3 separate regions of the Mus musculus genome follow, and all the other regions are linked to region 1. The links are chromatin contacts, called in public promoter capture Hi-C maps. All regions are on one chromosome and are shown on one strand. Each heading gives the region's core, a stretch centred on a gene start, on an enhancer-like site or on the middle of the called end of the contact. The rest is flanking DNA. Distances are from core to core; before and after follow the strand shown. Region 1 holds the start of Ndufa5 (NADH:ubiquinone oxidoreductase subunit A5). Region 2 holds the start of Zfp800 (zinc finger protein 800). Region 3 holds the start of 6530409C15Rik (RIKEN cDNA 6530409C15 gene).

The links. Promoter capture Hi-C pulls out the DNA fragments that hold promoters and counts their contacts.
Region 2: a contact with region 1 is called in a promoter capture Hi-C map of pre-B cells. The contact joins the promoter of Zfp800 here to the promoter of Ndufa5 in region 1. A contact is called at or near these places in 2 of 39 promoter capture datasets (hematopoietic stem and progenitor cells and pre-B cells).
Region 3: a promoter capture Hi-C map of pre-B cells shows a contact between it and region 1. The contact joins the promoter of 6530409C15Rik here to the promoter of Ndufa5 in region 1. A contact is called at or near these places in 2 of 39 promoter capture datasets (cranial neural crest and pre-B cells).

Annotation. Positions count from the first base shown.
Region 1 is chr6:24,525,822-24,530,334 of GRCm38.p6, forward strand. It overlaps Ndufa5 (NADH:ubiquinone oxidoreductase subunit A5), which reads right to left and starts at 1,869. Exons shown (of 5, transcript NM_026614.3): 1 at 1,705-1,869; 2 at 1,452-1,496. The coding sequence starts at 1,725. Asb15 (ankyrin repeat and SOCS box-containing 15) reads left to right here and starts at 2,323. Exons shown (of 10, transcript NM_080847.3): 1 at 2,323-2,448.
Region 2 is chr6:28,260,058-28,264,570 of GRCm38.p6, forward strand. It overlaps Zfp800 (zinc finger protein 800), which reads right to left and starts at 1,867. Exons shown (of 6, transcript NM_001081678.2): 1 at 1,423-1,867; 2 at 661-779. The coding sequence starts at 721.
Region 3 is chr6:28,213,513-28,218,025 of GRCm38.p6, forward strand. It overlaps 6530409C15Rik (RIKEN cDNA 6530409C15 gene), which reads left to right and starts at 1,987. Exons shown (of 4, transcript NR_165173.1): 1 at 1,987-2,254; 2 at 4,009-4,083. It also overlaps a transcript of Zfp800 not described here.

The DNA of each region.
Region 1 (4,513 bases), core at 619-3,118:
GTGGTCTGTTAAGTCATCTGGACAACCCCTAAAATAGAAAGCCACGGGAGGGTTTTAAAGAAAGATTTGCATACCCAACATGTTTTAGCACTTGCAAACCAGCTGAAAGAAAGCAGGGAAAAGCAGTTACAAGAGAAATGTAATTGTCACAGGGATAAGGATGGTGGCAGAAAAAATGGCAGCAGCCAAGGAGGTGATGAGATGTGAACAGAGGCTGCATAACCCAGGGGTCAACCCAGAGGATTTTCTTAGTGGCAAGTGAGGTGTGGGGTCATGCAAGCAATCCAGGACCATTTCAAATGAGACATCCCAGCTGGCTATGCTAACCCTTACCTAGCTGCCTGACACAAGTGAAGATGTCAACTAAGAGCATGTGTGTAATACATACATACACACACATGACTATAAAAGGTCAGTACTTGATATGGAAATATAAACGTTAACTGTTGTCTGTACCCCATGAGAGCCAACCTAAACCTAAAACCTGTCTAAGAGCTAGGTCTTCAATACTACAACATGGGGAAATGAAGGAACAACTGGAAAAGGCAAATAATTAGGGGGAAAGAAACAATAAACAATAAAACAAACAAACAAAAATCCCAAACTAAGAAACTTCGAAGCTCTGACATCCAGTAAACAAAGTACTTAATGCAGATTATCAAGAGTGTCAAAAATGCTTCACTTGGGTCAATGTGAGGGCACAGAGGGCAAAGGTGCCTGCCAACAGCCCCGTGACCTGAAAGATCCCCAGGATCTACAAGGTGCAAGGAGAGAGCCAACTTCAGAAAGTTGTTTTCTGACGGACAAACACTGGCATGCACACAAATAAATAAACGTAAGGATATTTTCAATGCCACTTTCGGTACAATTACGAGAAATGTGAACTGACTAGCAAATTTAGCATCACTGGTAACTCCTTAAAAAAAAAAAGTTTGGGCCTCGCTTAAGTGTACTCAAGGAGTAAGAGACAGTGAGCACTGACAACGCTTTCGAGTTATGTGTGTAGACGGGAAGGAAAGAAATGGTGCAATTGCTGAAAGGGGGGATAAATCACAGTGGTTTTGTTTAGGTTTGTTTGGTCTTGGTTGTTGTTTATGTTTCCCCAATGGATACCGAAGGAGGCAACCATGAGGACGACAGGGTCAGCCAGTGTGCGAAAGGCAAGGCAGAAATGTCGGTAGGGAAAGGATGGAAAATGAAAATGCGACTCTGAAGGGAGCTGAGAATACTCCACACCACTGACGCTAAGAGAATGCCGTGAAGAAACGCGTCTTAATTAAGAGGTCACGGCGAAGGCAAAAGGAGGCATTGCAAAAAGGATGCCACGGGGTCAGCGAAGCTCAGCGCTGCCCCGGAGGCCAGAGCTCACGGGGGTCTCGTTAATCTTGCAAGGGCAAGTTCGGTCGATCACAGTCTTGCTTGAGAAGGACGACACAAAAAGTCGCACTTACCTCGTGTGGAGTGTCGCACACCGCCAACCCCACCAGGCCAGTTGTCTGTGCAGAGACAAAACAGGACCGTGATGTTTACCGTAATCCCCTGGTTAGCCGACCCTCCCGACACAACTACGCACCCTGTCGCCCCCTGCCAGGACAGCGGAACACTCCCCCAACCCCTCCTCTTAGCGTCTCTGCCCACCGATGAGGGAGACGCGGCTGCCTACGGTCCCCATTCGCAGCATCACGGTGACCTCCACACGCTCACCTTTTTCAGCAAGCCCGCCATGACAGCGTCCAGCGCCTCCAGCGCACAGCCCTCTGGGAACCTTTCCCAAGCCCGCTCAATCGAGCGTCGATGCTGCCCCTGAGTCACCTAAGAACACTCTTGGCTCCAACCGCTCGGGCTGGGTAGGGGCAGCTCCCGCCCACCTAGGAGAGGTAGATTTGCGCCTGCGCAGCTCACACAAGCGGCTCCACGCAGGGCTTTGGTGTAGTAGAGACCGACTGACGTCTCTGAGTACTAAAGGTTAAGAAAAGCGCTACGCTACGGAAAAACTTGCAACGTAGTCACTGCAGGGACTTTGATTTTGCTCAGCCTTCGACTGCTATTTTACCCGGACTTCCTCAGGTTATGGAAATGAGGGTGGAAGCAGGCCTGAGCACCATGAAGAATGCTTTCCCTCCACGTGTGTGAATGCATACTCATAAGTGGAAATTATAAAGTGGAATTAACCATCTGATGCATCCGTTTTCTCTTGAGGAGACTGATGAATGAAAGGTTATGAAGTCGTAGTCTTTGTTCCAGTGGGTGTTTATGAGGTCATAGTCCCTGTTCTCTGTCCCTCCAGATCCCAAGAACATCTGTCATTGTTGAGTGTGTTCTAGAATGTGGAATCATGGCTTTATAAAAGATGCATGTGTTCTTTGTAACTTTGGATTCAAGCGTCTGCATGGCAGTATTTGCTAAAGACATCGAGAGTAGACAGACTTGACTGATCCAGGCTATGAGGTACTACAAAACGGATTGCTTCCATGCGGTACAAAAATAAGTAGATTTCTGAACCAACCTGTTGTAGAGGGCCACACTGAATGAAAGCTTGCTAGTGGTATTCTAAGCTAGAGACAGTAGAATTCGCTATAAAGGGACACATCCCGTGGCATCTGTGATATCAGAAGGGGATCTAGGAATGCATTAACAAACATTGCAAGAATAGAATGTTCTGGGTTCGCAGGTGGTAGAAGTGCACTGTATGGCCGACCCAGAGGAGTAAATGTCCCAGTTCTAGGAAAGGCGGATTTTAGGAAAGTTTGAAAATGCCAGAGAGGAGTTTGAGGCAGGAGAACTAGAGCCAAGCTCTCGACCTACTACATCTTACAGAATTTGCTCTTCAGGCCCTCTAACCTCCAACCTGAGCTGGAGCCTGTGGTTCTGCTTCTCAGTGGTTAGAGGCTTTATCGTGAGAGGTTCCATCTTAACAAAATTAGGTAGTTAATGAAATCCAGGGTTCTGATTCAACAGAGGAAAACAAAACAACAACAAAAACAAACAAACAAACAAAACTAGGAGAAACAACTGAAAGAGAGTGTCTTGGTGCCCAGGTAATGGTGAGGACATTTGCCCGAAGGGACATAACTTATCATTCCTGGCTTGTACCAGAAGTGATAACAATGCCAAACCAGACAGTTTACACCCCTCTCCAAAACCTAACTAGGCCTGTTTGAGTCATTAAGTTAACCACTTGGAGATTTTCTCTCATACCATTTGTTCAGAAAGAGGTTCAACAAAATTAATGAGTAAAATTGTCCAGTGTGACCATTTTCAAAAGGAATGAGCAGGGCACAGCCTGTCTCTGAGAGGGTGGTATTTATGTGGAAATGTGAGACCGAGTAAAGAACTGTTGTTACACAGAACCAGCTAAAGGATGCTGCATCCTGAAGGAACAGTCAGTGTAAGCATCCATGCTTCACTGAAGAATGATACTCCAGACTCTAATAGTATATAAGCACAAGGTGTTTTATTCTGCAGAAGTCCAGCATGTTGGAATCGCCCATTACCAAGATAGAGAGACAAGCAAGTGTACTCACAGGCCTGATTTAAAGCACATTAGGGCATTCTGGGGTAGATGACCCTTATCTTACTCCATCTCTAGGGACATTCCTTTACTATCTTGGGGGCTGGAAGCTGTTGCTGAGGAAGTAGCTGAGGAGGTCTGGGAACTGCTGCTGACCTCATTGTCCTTGCCTCAGGCCAGGTGGCAGGACAGTTTCTGAGGCCTGGACTTGCTTGGAATTGCCCAGTTCTTGGAAACAAAGATTTAGGCCTAGTCTCCTTAACTGCCACTCTGAAGCCTGACATGAGATCAGCCTAGCCTTCTCATCAGAACAGAGTCCTGTTCCCTGGACAGTTTCAAGGCCAAAATCACTTAACCAGAGCATCTCGTGGATAAATGAAAAACCTTCAACTGTCAGATCGCTCTGACTAAACTGCATTCTCCCACCTTTCACTCTAGCCAAGCCTACTTCTTTGGAAATTTTCCACTAAGGAAAAAAAAGAAAGAAACAATAACAAAAATGTTATGTTTACTAACAGCACTGGTCAAGACATTTAAAGAGCAGTACAATGGGGTAACAAAACAGTGTGGTGCCTGCTTTCAGAGGTGACAGGGAAATGAAGATGATCTGGGTTAACCACTGGGGCTAAGAAACATCAGAACCTCCCTAATTCTTCCTAAAATTATATATAAGCTTTTACAATGGTACAGGGTGGAATTCTCATACTAATCCACATGTTTTGAAAGCCTGGGTAAATAGTGTAATCATATTCTCCCCCACTACCTCAAAATGTCATAGTGAACATAGCTTTGGGGTCTAAGAGCTTCCTTGCTTGTAGTATACAATATTAAATAAAACAGAATATATAACGTATAATGAAGAAAGAAATAATCTTAGGAGTCTTTATATTTAAACAACTTGTCCTTTCTCTGCTACATATAATCCTGTGATACAAATATAGTTGAAGCATCTCAAATGCTGCCTCTTCCGGGTCCAGTTAATCCATGAGCCATACAGCTTTT
Region 2 (4,513 bases), core at 617-3,116, 3.7 Mb after region 1:
TTAAATTAAAACTCACTAATAAATTCTTTATGAGACTCAAAAAAGTTTTAATATCATAAATTAAACAGAATCTGCTCAACATAATAAAATACCTTAAATACTCTATATATTCTAAGCAATACAATACAATAAATTCTATCCGAAACATTTAAGATGTTTTTTAAATTCAAAAAGTCCACTTGTCCCTACAGGTTCAATCAACCTTCTTGACCCAAATTAAACTTTTGGCTTTGTTTGTTTGTTTGTTTGTGGGAGTGGTAAACTTTATACTATGGATTAAAACACTTCAAGGGAAAGTTATTTTAACAATAAGAAATTTTCAAGAAGCTGAATGGTAGTAATCACCTATCTCATCTTTACCTTCTTCTTCCATTTTAAACATTCAGAGCATGGAGTGAACCAATAACGAAGCTGCCTTGAAAAAGAAGGGAAAGGAGCTGCCCGACCTTGTGGAAATGATTGACGGTGACACTTGTGGCACTTTCTCTGGGGGCTCAAGCAATGGAGATCTCCAGTTTGTACAGGCTTTTGGCATTACGCGAGTAGTTTTACGCAGGAGAAACCGAGTTACTTAGGAAAGACTTCTTAGAGACAACGCAGAAAGCCGAGTAGCTCTGGTGAAGGAGAGCAAAGACACTGGGGAGAAAAAAACGGACTTACCTGGTTCGCAGCATCCGTGATGATGGTGGTCCGTTTGACAGTATTTGTCCCTCAAAGGCATTTTTAACGGGTGCGACCTATTTTCCTTTCACTGTGAGAAGCTCTTCATTGCGGCTTGGCTGTGGACAGAGAAGCACAAACCCATCACTATCCCTGAACTTCTATGGAGGCTGTGGCTGCAATTTCCACAGACCATCCCACCATGCGCTCTCTGCCCTCACCCCGGGCCCGCACCTTCCGCTCGGAAAAGAAACCGCCGCTCGCCCGGCCTCCGGCCCCACGTCCCCGCACAGGTTCACCGCCCTACCCGGAAACGCAGCGTCCGGCGCGCAGGGCAGCGCAGCGCACGGCGAAGGCCTGGCGGGCTGCGCAGGCGGCTGCGGCCTCGCCGTGCTGGGCGGACGAGCGAGCGAGCGAGCGGGCGGGCGCGCGGAGAGCCGGGCGCGGGACGCGGGACGCGACGGGGCCCCTGCGCGGCTGAGGAGCGGCTCGCGCGCCCTCCGGCCACGCACGTGCGTCGGGGGGTCTCCCCGGCGCAGGTCGGGTCCGGTCCGCGCCGCCAAGTGCGCCCAACTTACTCAACTCCCGGAGCGGCCGGCCGGCCAGCGGGCGGGCGGGCCGCGGCACCAGCCGGGCGCACGACGCGGCCGAGGGCCCCACCTGGCGCAGCCCCGGCGCAGCGCGTGAAGCCGAGCGGGCTTCGGCCCCGGCGCGCTCCCAAAGAGTCCCCGGCGGCGCCGACGCGGAAGCGCCACAGCTCACCACGTCCTCGGGCCGCGGCTGCGGTGGCGGCTGTGGCGGTGGCGGCGGCTCACGGCAGCCCTCCGCGCTCCGGGCCGGCGAGCTGGCGGCGCGCGGGCGCAGGCAGTTGACAGGACGAACCGCCGGGCGCAGCAGCCGAAGGAGCTGGAACCGGAGCAGGCAGGACTGAGGCGCCCCTCGCCAGGGCAACGGCCGCGCCGAGCCCGGCTCCCCTCAGCGCCGCGCCGCTCCACCTGCAACGGTCCCCCGGGCTTTGGAGAGGGGCGGGGAGCCGCGCGGGTCCCCCACCTGGGGCCTTGCGGGTAGCAGATGCTTCGGGAAACTTTATGGAAGTCAGTCCCGTTCTCTCGTGGCCGCCCCTTCCCCGGACAGCCCGAGCGACCGCCGTGCAGAGAGGGTAGGAAGGGGGAAGCAGAGAAGTCTCCGGCTGCGACAGGGAGCGACTGACTGACCCCGGACGGAGATGGGGCGAGGGCAGGAAGTGACAAGCTCACGGAGTGGGTGGGGGGAGTGTGGCCGGCACGCCCGGCAGCGCGGCGCGCATGCGCTGGGCGGGCAGCCCCGGTGGGGAGGCGACGCGCGGGGCCGGCCTCGGGCGGAGGAGGGTAGACTGCGGGGTTGGCGGGCGCCGAGGGCGGCCGGGTAGCTGGCGGGCCTCGCCGGCGCGCGCCCGTGCGTCCTCCCGCCGGCGGCTGCGGAGCGACGGCCGGAGGCTGCGTGCGCCCGGAGGTGTGAGAACCAGAACCGCGGGCGCGTCTTCCCCTCCCCGGGCACGCGCCGCTCGCTCGGGCACCAAACTGTTGCTCGCGCTGCTGCGCTTCGGCGGATCCGACCCAGGCAGAGTTGGGGAAGCGGAGGAGAAAAGGAGGGACTGGGAGCCCGAAGTGGACTGGATCGGGAGAGCTGTCAGGTGCTGGCTCGCCAGCTGTTGTCCAAGTGTACCTCCTGGAACTTGGGACAGGAGAGTCTAAGTCGGGCTCTGGGAAAGAACGCGATTGGCAACGTTCTGAGGGTGCAAACCTGGAAGTGAAGTTGGGTCACATGGCTAACACGCACTTTCCCTCTTGGGCACCAGCATCCTGCTTGGAAAATCCCCGAAGATCAGATCGAAGATGGCCATCTTCTGTCAAATCTACAAACCTTGAGCTGCTTTTCATATCCAGTAGCTGCTGCCGCCACCTTCTTCCCAACTCTGAGATGGAATTCTTGCCCTTGCTAACTTCACTCGAATAGGTGTCAGCTATTGGTCAGGGTTTTGTGAGAGCTCCCATTTGACCTTTTTTATCTTCTCAGGATGAATGAAAACCACAATTAACTAACTTCCAGTTTTCAAGTTCCAGTTTTGGAGCTTCTGAAAAAAGAAAAGTTTAGGAAGGAAGGCACTATGTGTTTGTATTTTGGGTTTTTTGTTTTTTGTTGTTTTGAGATGGTCTTGCTGTGTAGCTCAGGCTTGCCTGGAACTAGCTGAGTAGCCCAGGATGACCCTGAAATCAGGATTCTCCTCCTGCCACTATGCACTTTCTTTTTCAAAGCTGGGGTTACAGGCTGACACCACACTAGGCTCTGTGTTTGTGAAGAGAAAAATCACCAAAATCAATTTTCAAAATTCCAAAGGAAGTTTGTAAGCAAATGCAGTTGTTACTATAGGACTGTTGAATGGAATACTTGCATACGTCTTGTACGGTTGGAGCAGAATAGAATAAATGTTCTGCAGCTACATAGGATATTATATTATGATCTCATTTTCTGTTCCATTGTCAAGAATCACTACCCACATGAAGCAAATGCAGATTATAGGTCAATATGCTATAAATGGCCACTTCTATGTGGTGGTATTATGCAGCCAATAGAAATCATATTTGGGGGTTGGAAAGATGACATTGTCAGTTAAGTCTGGTCAAGAAAACCTGAGTGTGATCCCAGAACACATGGTACAAAAACGTTGGAGGTGAACGTTCACCTGCAATTCCAGTGCTAGGGAGACCAAGAGAGAAGAATCCCTGAGGCTTGCCAGCCAGCTGGCACAACCAAACGGATTAGGTCCAGGCTCAGTGAGAGCCCCTGTCTCAAAAAGTAAATTGAGCAATTGAAGAAGACATACAACATGGACCTTTAACCTATCCAACCAACAAAACTATCATGTGTAATATTAACTATGTGGAATATGCTTAAACCAAAAAGATATATTTTTGAAATGTGAGAGATGCTGTACTTGGAATTATATGTGCTTTTGTCTGAATGAAGCATATGTGATTTTAATAAAAAGAGTTTTTATTAATCTATAATTTATCTTTAAGTGTTCTGTAAATAAAATTAAAATTCCACTCTTTAAAAAATGACTATATTATCTGAAATGGTATAAAATAATGATGCACAAAAAATATGATACAAAAATACAAATCACTCAAAACTGCAGTGAGAAACTGAAAGGAGAGAAAATGATCAACATTGGTGATAGCTGGGTGGTAAATTTTTAAGTAAAGCATTTTTGTTTCAAAGGATATTTACCTTAATTTGACACAATGAGTGTAATACATGTATTAAAAATACTAAAATTTTATAAGCCAGGGAAGTATTATTTGTAAGAATTTAAATGTTTTCTTACCAGGTGTTAGTGTTAAAACTTGTTTTATGGAGGGTGGAGATATGGCTCAATAGTTAAGAGCACTTAATGCTCTTGCAGGGGATCTGGGTTTGGTTCCCAGCACCCACATGGCAGCTCACTGCTGCAACTCCAATTCATGAGCCTCCAACCCCCCTTCAGATTCCCAGTGGCACCAGGGACAAGTGGTGCACTTACAAACTTGAGAGCAAAACACTCATATGCATATAAAAGTTTTAAGTAAATAGAATTGCTTTGTAAGTGCAGCGTTATAAATAAGGGATCCTTACCAGAAGGGCCTCAGTTGCTAACATTAAACTGTAAACAATGTGAAAAGCACAGACAAAATTGAGATATGAGTAGAACACATACTAAACACTGAGTCGTAAGAGTTTTAAAGATGAAAATAAACCATGAAAATTATCTAGTAAGCCTTACTTTATACCCAAGAAAACAGAGAAATATCAAGTGACTAGTAATAACTGCTTT
Region 3 (4,513 bases), core at 737-3,236, 3.7 Mb after region 1:
GCATGAGAAAATATGTTGGTCATAGCACTGAGTTTGGAAGGAGACAAATTAAAGTCAATTTTAAGTCAGGCATGATTGTACACACCTGTAATCCAGGGTTTAGGAGGCAGAAGCAAAGACATTGTTACAAATTCAAAGCTAACCTGTTACATAGTGAGTTCCAGGCGAATCAGCACTATGTGTACGAGAGCTCCTTTCTCAAAACAAACAAAAACAAAAACAAAAACAAAAAACAAAAAGGCATATTTGAGCAATAAAACTGATCGATTAAGATGGGTTGCTTTGTAAGGAACTAGTCATAAAAGTAGCAAAGATGACCCCCAAATTGTTGCTGAATGGTGACACCCTTTACTGCAACTGATAATTAAGAGGTGGGGAGAATGATGGTACAGAAGAGAGAAAGAAGAGAACCTGAAGTTTTTCAAAAAGCAAGAGGGAGTGAGACTCAGGGCACTGAGAGAAGAAGGGGCTCCCTTCACAGTCACAAAATAGATCAGTTCCACGCACTGTAGTAGGGAGCTGAGGAGCTCTGTCTATAACTCTTAGTTCTCAGGGAAATATCAAAACAAACGGCACATTCTGGGGAGATTCATGCAAAGAAACAGTAGGTCTAAAAGTGAAGGACTGAGACGACCATAGGAAAAAACACCAATTTAGGATTTGCAATAATGTCTTGGAAATTGAACAGGTTGGTTGGTTTCATGATTTCTTCTTAAACGAAATCCGTTGTTACAGTCTGGCTAGAGCAAGACAGAAGTTACCTATACCCAGGGTTGGATATTTTTTTGCTAGAAAAATAATTTCGAAGAAACTGAGGTTTGAGAGTGCTGAGAGAATTTGCATTTCGAGGCATGATTACGATAATAGACTGTAGAATCTGGGCTAGTCAAGGAAATAGAGCCAAGACATGGCCTACTCAACAGTAGAAAAATGAGGTCAGCAAACAACTCAGGATAGGAAGGTGGTGGTCAGAGACTGGAATGTCTGATGTGTCAGTTCAGATCCTAGCAGCAGACACCAAGACAAAGGTCACTGTGCAGCAGTTGTGTTGAGGGGACACCTGAGAAAGACAAAAGAAAGCAAGAGGAGAGCAGAGATCTTGAAGAAGCCATAACGCAGGTCTGACATACCTAGGAAAGGCTAGAGGGGATACAGACTGAAGCCGGGAGTTCTAAGGAAGCTGTGGCCAGGAGTTGAAGGGTCCCCAATAGCTCACTGAGGGACCATGAATGTCACATGATTGGGCCATCACGACTTTAACTGTGACCAGTCACTGGGAATAGCCCAAGAGAAGTAAGACATCCATGTATAGCCTGGGACAGAGGGCCTGGGAAAAAAAGAGGGGCTAAGCCAACAAGCCTTCCCGGAGCAGCTATGGAAAGGCACGGTCCTGTGGTCACCGGCGACAATATTCTAGAGAGGATCCCGTTTCTAAGGATGGTGAGTTTAGGATGACGAGTCCTTGGAAACAAGGACTAATTCCACAGGGAGCAATGGCTATTGGCGATAAAGTTACAGGAAGGGGAAAGCCTGACGCTTGAGTTCAATTATAGATGTGCATGATACAACTCTGGGTTGTATCATGAATTTGGACCATTAGAATCTTCTGGCAGATGGGAGTGGGAGGTGGAGCTTGATGAGAGCTTAATGAAGAAAACGATGCTGGCTTTGAAGAACTAATAATGGAAAGAATCTGAAAGGGAACAGAGAGTAGTTACAAGAAATAGGGAAACGGAATCATGTGCGGTGAGGTTTTTAAAGAAGCCGGGGATTTTGCAGGCGGGCTGAAGAAACGCATCGCACGGAGCAAGGAGTGGCCCGGCGTCCCGCGTGGCAGAGCAGGCTGCGGCAGCAGCGGGGGGCGAGCTGAGGCGCTCCGACCAGCGACGACGACGCCGAGGCGGCCGTGGATGCAGACGACCTGGGCGCCCGAGGTACGGCGGTGCGCGCGGCCGCGGGAGCGCGCGGCGGCGTCACGGGGCGGCTGACCTGCCGAGGGCGCGCGCCGCGTGCTGGCGCTCCCTGGCGGCGCCGCGGAGCTTGGCGCGGCAGCTGGAGGCGGCCTGGCGCGTGGTGACGGCGCCCGCGGGCGGACGCAGGATGGCGGCGCTGCGGGGCGACGGCTTCGCCAGGCTTCGGCCCGCACGGGCGCAGCGAACCCCAGGGAAGAAAGACAAAGACACGCCGGTTAGCAACGGGCGGGAACCGCGCAGCCCGGGGCCGAGGCGCCGCGTCCCCACCCCGCACCCTTCAGGTAAAGCTGCGCCCAGGAGCCCGGCACCCCGCGGCACTCCACAACAGGCAGGGTTGCAGGCATCAAACCCCAGGTAGCTGATAACCCCTGACCCAGAAAGTCTTTTAAAAAATGTTCCCTTAAAGCATAACTACAAAATTTCAAAGAGTGTCCACTGCAACATAATAGAAAATGGGGAAAGAAGAGGAAGAAAAATTGGAAAATGTTCATCTCCAAACATAAAGTATCATAATCTTATAGCACAAACTAACTTGCTAATAAGATGTTGTGAAATACAGTCCAACAATATGAAAAAGCAGTCGAGGAAAAATTCCATTTCACCAGCATTTGCAGGGTATGAGGGTATGTATGTACTTCAGTATTCAGAGAACACAAATTTAAACGTGATGGAGAAAAACCACAACAGTGTGTTGTTACCTTTCGGTACTTCAGATAGTCTTTATTTTCATTTTATTTGTAATTTCCAAATTTACACAATAAATGTATTTTACTATTAGAATAAAAAGTTAATGACTTTTTACTTTCGTCCCACTTATGAATTTATAAAGCTAATGTTTTCTAGGGTAGCAGAGGGGTAGGCATAAAGAGCTTTTAAGGAATGGGTTCGACGACATGGCTTGTCTTTACTCTAAGCGCTGTATAAATCACAATATTTCAGAGTATTTTGTCCCGTAAACTTTTAACAGTGAATCAAAAGCACTGTCTTTTATAAAATTATACTTCATCTTATTCAACTCATTTTTACTTGAGGAAAATAAAAGTTTTCTGGTCTTTTTGCAAAGTTAATTTCAACTTATAATTAATATGGACTTGGGAGCACGGTATACTAAAAAACAGAAAAACCTCCCATGCTTTTGGAGCAGACATTTTAGTGAACGCCAGTGTTTCAGTTTCTGTAATGGTTTCTACTGAAAGCACTCAAACTGAGAAAGAATAAAGGAACTATTAGCTAAATATGGATCTTTTAGTTATAATGCATTTTATAACTAAATGAGCAAATGACTAAATGGAATAATTTTGCTAAATTATTCCAGGAATCTGCACATGGGATAATAACATAGACAAGTGCCCAGGGCTTTGTTATCAGATAGAAAATCCATTGTAATATAAGCTTCAAAAATATTTTAAACTAAAGCAACCTCAGTTGTCAGATGGATTCTATTCAGTGATAAGCAAATCTAGGGTTAGGTGTTTGTGGGAATGCGCTCGCTTTGTTGCTTAAGTTGATGGCATAATTAGTCATACTGCCCTGAAAGTTTCCTGCCTTCTGAAAGTTTTGGATAGAATCATCATACCTAGAGGTATAACTTTAGTAAAAACAAACAAACAAACAAACATATCACATGTCGGAAATAAAATTTATGAAAAGAACAAATCCCAAGAAACCAAGCATTTGTTGTTAACTTCCTTCTTGAGCAAAATGAAGGCGGCAGGAGCTTTTGTTAAAAGCATTAGCTCTTAAAAAGTCTATCCATTGGGGCTGGAGAGATGGCTCAGCTGTAAAAGTATCTATCTGATGCCATCTTCTAGTGTGTGTGTCTGAAGACAGCTACAGTGTAATACATGTATATATACACACATATATATGTATATGTATGATAAAATCTTTTTTAAAAGTCTTAACCATCACTAAGTGATTTCAAGTTAGTTATTATTTTTTACTATTTTTAAGGAGTATTTACTTATGTTTGTATTCCAGGGCATGTGAAGGCTGGATAACAACTTAGGAATATTTACTTATGTTTGTATTCCAGGGCATGTGAAGGCTGGATGCCGGCTTAGGAGTTGCTTCTCTCCTGCCACCACTGGGTTCCAAAGATTGAACTCAGGTTGTCAGGCTTGGTACCAAGCACCTCTATCCACTGAGCCATCTTGCCAGGCCTGGTTTCAATTTAATATTTTGGAATGTACATTGTGTCTTAGGGGCCTTTCTCAGACAGTAACAGCAAACATAAATAACATAAGGTTCCCATCTCTGAGAAGGAGCATCTAGAAAATTACTTTCCTATTATTAGGATGAGTCAGAGCCCAAGGCTCACCTGACTCCCTGTCACTGTACACAGGCCAAGGCTTTGCTTTTCAGTCTTCAAAGGAGCCTTCTCATTTCCTGTCATTCCTCTGCTCAGATACATAAAAGCATCCCACTGTCCCCACACTAGATGAATAAATAGTTGTTAACCTTTGAGGAGAGCCAAAGACGAGTCTGAGGTTCTGCCTAAAGATATGGTCACCTTCCAGAAGCTTGTACAGACCACACTA